Regions from separate parts of the Oryza sativa genome. Here region 2 is linked to region 1. A link is a contact called in public HiCAR-type data. All regions are on one chromosome and are shown on one strand. Each heading gives the region's core, a stretch centred on a gene start, on an enhancer-like site or on the middle of the called end of the contact. The rest is flanking DNA. Distances are from core to core; before and after follow the strand shown. Region 1 has its middle 3.8 kb from the start of LOC136351282. Region 2 holds the start of LOC4345738 (dormancy-associated protein homolog 3).

Region 1 (2,771 bases), core at 141-2,640:
GCATGGGCCAGTGGGCTGAGCTTAGATGCGACATCGCAAGTCGCCTGTCGGGCCGTAACTTCCATGCACGAATGCATCGAGCTCAGCTGTGGCCTGGAAATCTGAATTGATCGAATTTGATCATCTCACTACTCCCTCCATCCTCTAATATAAGAGATTTTCACATTTTACTTGCACTGTTTTACCATTCGTCTTATTTAAAATATTTTAAAATTATTATTTATTTTTTACTTACTTTATTATTCAAAGTCTTTTAAGCACAACTTTTCGTCTTTTATATTTGCACAATTTTTTTTTAAGTAAGACGAGTGATCAAATAGTGTAAGTAAAATGTTAAAATCCCTTATATTAGGGATGGATGGAGTAGTACAGTAGGTTTCATGGCGTGTGCATTCGTTTTACGCATGACATGCCTTGATGCGGAATGTGATGTGTGTCTGTACTGCAGAGTGTAGTTCTTTTTGGGCCCTGTTTAGTTTTCAAAAAGTTTTTCTCAAAAACATCACATCGAATTTTTGGACACTTCCATAAAACATTAAATATAGATAAAAATAAAAACTAATTGCATAGTTAGAGAGGAAATTGCGAGACGAATCTTTTGAGTCTAATTAGTTCATGATTAGCCATAAGTGTTACAGTAACCCACATGCGCTAATGACGAATTAATTAGGCTCAAAAGATTCGTCTCGCGGTTTCTAGGCAAGTTATGAAATTAGTTTTTTCATTCGTGTCTGAAAACTCCTTCCGATATCCGGTCAAACGTCCGATGTGACACTCAACAATTTTCATTTCGCGAACTAAACGGGGCCTTGGTGCGGGGTGCAGACTGCAGTGTGTAGTTTAGAGAAGGTTTGCTTTGCCCTCCTGGACTCTCCTATCCACGCACATCATCATCATTCATCATGCGCGAACCGGAACAACGAGAGGGTGAAAAAACGTGCGGAGCCCATGCCACGGGAGCACTAGTGCGATGCAGCTCATCGTCTACGGCGGCGGAGCGGAAATACTTGGACCCTGGAGATCAAAACGCCGGAGATTCCTGCGTGCGCTGCGCTCGCCGGATTACACGAGCCACAATTCTATCGTTCGCGGTGACTGACACACCTGCTCACATGCTTGTCCCGTCAAGCCTTACTTTAAACTTGAACATTACTATAGTATTTCAAAAGAATGCTACTCCTATTTATAACCACGTTTCAAAAGTTAAAAAAAAATCGCTATAGTATTATTGTATTTGTGCTCCTCGAAATTTGAAAAAAACGAGATGACAATGGTGCATGTCTAAATATCTGGCTATTTAATTTGTAGATGTATGCGCAGCCTTCCTGTGCTTGGCCGCTTGGGCCCTGTCGGTTTGCTCACCAGCTTTGGTCCACTCCACCCATCGTGCCTGGCAGCGTTTATGCGTAGTAGTACGTGCGCACACAGTTTTGTGACACGAGACTGCGTGCGCAGATGTCTGGGAGGCGAATTACAACATGTGTGTGCACATAACGTAGGGGCTGGTGATTGGTAAATGCTGACGACGCAAAATAAATGACCCGAACCACATTCTAGACAATCAAGTGGGGGGTATAGGGTGTACGCACTGGTGGAGAAGTGCTTTTTAGTCCCGGTTCGTAACCCCCTGTAGTCCCGGTATCCGGGACTAAAGATCGATCTTTAGTCCCGGTTGATGACACCAACCGGGACTAAAGATAGTCCCGGTTGGTGTCATCAACCGGGACTAAAGAGAGGGTAGCGGCAGTCCATCAGCTAGTCCTTTTTTCTTTTTTATTTTCTCCCGAATCGAGTGGTATGCATATCATCAAATCAAACCCCAAATCCACATCACAACTCCACAGCACGATTAACAGATTCACCACAAATTCATTCACAATATCCATTCACATATTCATTCACAACATCACAAATATATTCACAATATTGATTCAAAGGTTCATTGACAACATCGAGTCACATACTCATTCACAACATCACAGATTCATTCACAATATCGATTCATAAATTCATTCACAGATCAAAACATCCAAACCACAAATTAAAAAAAATCAAAAAAAAAATCGACTCACCGGCCGGCCTCCCATCCCGCCGCCAGCTGGCCACCCATCTCGCCACTTCCCCTCCGGCCGGATCTGGGGGAGGGGAGGGCGAGGCCGCCGGCGACCGGCCTCCATTCCGCCGGCCCGCGCCGGGCCGCCGCCGGCCGTCCTCCATCCCGCCGCTTCCCCTCTGGCCGGATCTGGAGGAGGGGAGGGCGAGGCTGCCGGCGACCGGCCTCCATCCCGCCGGCTCACGCCGGGCCGCCGCCGCCCGTCCTCCATCCCGCTGGCCCGCGCCCGGCCGCAATCCCGCCGCCGCCGGCCGGCCGCCGCCAGCCCCAGCCCGCGCCTGGCCGCCGCCAGCCCGCGCCCGGTCGCCTCCATCCCGCCACCGCCGCCCGGCCGCCGCCAGCCCGCGCCCATCCCCCATCCCGCCGCCGTCGGCTGCCTCTGCAAGAGGAAGAGGGGGAGGGGAGGAGGAGAGGGGGTGAGAGAAAAGGAAGGGGAGAGGATGAAGATAAGGAAGGAGAAGAAAAAGAGATAAGGATGGAAGATAGAGAGAGAGAGGGGCTACGCATGCGCTTGTGCGTGGGCTGGTGCGTACGCTTTATTCCCGGTTGATATTATCAACCGGGAGTAAAGATCCCTGGGATCTTTACTCCCGGTTGATATCAACCGGGAGTAAAGATCCCTGGGATCTTTAGTCCCGGTTGGTGTTACCAACCGGGA
Region 2 (2,771 bases), core at 140-2,639, 67 kb after region 1:
TATATATATATATATATATATATATATATATATATATATATATATATATTTTTTTTCTGAATTTGATTCAAAGGGGGAAAATATAGGATATGATACATGATAAGTAATAAGTTATCAAATACTATCTCCGTCGTAAAATAACTTTATTTTTCACCCATTCCGCACGTACCAATGTAAAAGCAAAATGATAAGAACACCCTCCACTATTAAATCCCAATACAATTGTTTTTCACTTAATTCAGTTCTAGTATTTGTTCCATTCTTTCACAAACTTCAATACAATGATTGCTCAAAGATAAATTTAGTATGGGATAAAGATTACCTTATTTTGAGATGGGGGAGTACTATATATTCTCTATTCCAACTCCGAGCAAGTGAGCAACAAATATGGGAGAGGATACATAATAAGTAATTATTTCACGGGTACTATTCGTTTATGAGAAATGACAGAGTCAGTGTTACAGAAAAGTATACTTCTTATACCTATATTTATGACTACCGGGAATAACGTATACCTGGTCCTTTATGGAAGAGTATGTTCAAAAATAGATGTCAGACTCTGATCCGTATGCTACAAAGTCTTATCTGTTCATAGCCTATTTGAATCACGAGTTCTATTTAGACAAGAGGTTGTTTGTCCGTATAAATACAAAGCCCCTAGGGAGGAGAGTGCATTGGATCATAAACCGTAACCACAAGCCATATCCCATATCGAATATCAATCGGGAGGAAACCCTAAATCTAGTCTTTGATTACAAGTTGCTAGTTTAGTCCTCACCGAAGGTAAGCTGGTAGGCCAAATTAGCTAGCTTGCTCTTCCTTTATAATCGGTGTAACACATCTCATAGCAGCTGTACATATAAACTAGATTATGGCTATTACCCCATTTCGGATGCTTGACCGCTTGAACCAACCAGTATAAAATTCATTATCTTCCGTTTTCTTTTTTCCAATATTAGATATACCCTCATACGCCTTTTAAAATATCGTCATTGAGCTTAACCTTTCTTAATTTTTAGGGGCAATTGTAAATTCACCACTATTTTGAATCGTTATTGTAAGACTGCTACTAAAAAATTGCAAAAATGCTATTAGAACTGCCATTAAAATGGCATCCTTGCAAAATTTTTATGGATAAAAAAAAATGACGTACGTGATCCGACAGTATCCATCCTGTACCGCTCGAAAAAAATTATTGAGCTTGCCGAGCCGAGCCGAGCCGAGCCGTGGAGCCAGGAAAGAGGTGAAAATCCACACAACCACCTGTTATTATCTCCCCTATCCAAAATTACACCAAGCCCCCTAATATCTCGGCGGAATCCTCTCCAACTCCCCTCCCCTCACCTCTCTCCTCTATAAAAACCCTCCCCTCCCCATCCACCCATCCTCCTCCAACTCCAACGGATCACTCACCTTGCCTCGCCCTCGCCCTCGCCACCATCCAACGACGTCGACTCGTCGCCGGCGACGACTCCGGCCGCGCACATACGCCTGGTAATACGTACTACGCGGGAACCAAATCTTACGCACGCGCGCACGAACGCCCATGGGGCTCCTTGACCAGCTCTGGGACGAGACGGTGGCCGGCCCGCGCCCGGACTCCGGCCTCGGCAAGCTCCGCAAGTACTCCTCCTTCTCGCCCTCCTCCTCCTCCGCCGCCGCCGCCGCCCCCGGGACGGCGCCGCCGGATGCGCCGGCCGCGACGGTGACGCGCAGCATCACCATCGTCCGGCCGCCGTCGCTGTCCGTCCCGTCGCCGCGCGGCGGCGGCGGCGAGTACAGCTCGTCCGTGCCGTCCTCCCCAGCCAGCGCGCCGGACTCCCCGTTCGCGTCAGGTGGGGGTCTCCTCTGTTTTTTTTTTCTTTCTCTCTCTTGGATTCTGGATTGGCGTGTAGTAGAGCCGCCCTCGCATCGATGCACTGTAGAACTCTAGATCTGCGTTCGTGGTTGGTTGGTTGGGGGATTGGATCCCGATGCGACGAGAGACCATGGTTGCGTGTCAATCTGGTGAGCTTTTTCCATGGAAATGGGAGAGAGACAAAAAAATCATCAAAATTGTTTGTTGCTTTTTATGCTTTATGCCTTGAGTGCGGCTGATGCAGTCAACAGAATACAGATCTACGGAGTTCATTCATCTGTTCTTGATTGATGCTATCTGTGGAGTTCATCTAATCAAGAAATGGTGGATCGTAGTAGTCTGATAGTACAGGGTTAATATTGAATTCAGAAATTAAGAAAGTAATGGGAACTGATGCATGTGCCTGACGTGTTTGTGAAATTTGATTCGGTGGTGCAGCTACTACGCCCAAGGGGGACAGCTGGAGGAGGCTTCGCCGGAAACCCAAGACGGCCACCGACGCCGCGCCGGAGGCCGCCGCCGCCGTCGGGCCGAGAAGCCCCACCGTCTACGACTGGTTCGCACTCTTCCCTTCTCTCTCTGCAAGGTTACAGTTCCGCCATGGTTGGTTGGCTCTGATCTGAAACTCTTGGTTCTTCTTGCTGTGCTTGCAGGGTGGTCATCAGTTCGTTGGACCGATGAACTATAGCGCGATCCAGCGTGGTGAAAAAGTTCTGAAAAATCTGAAAAAACAAAATAACCAATCGAGCAGAGGAATATCTATGACAAAGGAAGCTAGCTAGCTGACGTGCCTGAGGCTTCACGCATCCGTTGTGTCTCATGAATCTGTGTCTGTGTCTTGAATCCGTGTGTCTGTGTGTGAGGTGGTCGCTGGCGATGCGTGCAGTGTTTTTTTTTTCCTATGTAACTATGC

Evidence for each region. HiCAR-type assays count read pairs that join an accessible place to other places.
Region 2: a HiCAR-type map of leaf shows a contact between it and region 1, with 2.4 times the contacts expected there. The contact joins the promoter of LOC4345738 here to the enhancer-like site in region 1. A contact is called at or near these places in 2 of 15 Hi-C or Micro-C datasets (panicle and an unstated tissue) and 1 of 4 datasets of contacts at active chromatin or transcription factors (leaf).

What each region holds. Positions count from the first base shown.
Region 1 is chr8:22,260,196-22,262,966 of ASM3414082v1, forward strand. No RefSeq gene overlaps it. Among protein-coding and RNA genes, the nearest start is that of LOC136351282, 3.8 kb to the left of the region's middle. Within about 2 kb of position 1,391, at least 2 of the 15 cell types and tissues checked have open chromatin away from gene starts, as enhancers often do. A contact at or near this core is called in panicle, where this site is marked.
Region 2 is chr8:22,327,476-22,330,246 of ASM3414082v1, forward strand. LOC4345738 (dormancy-associated protein homolog 3) reads left to right here and starts at 1,390. Exons shown (of 3, transcript XM_015795557.3): 1 at 1,390-1,835; 2 at 2,297-2,414; 3 at 2,512-2,771. The coding sequence starts at 1,547. The coding sequence ends at 2,539.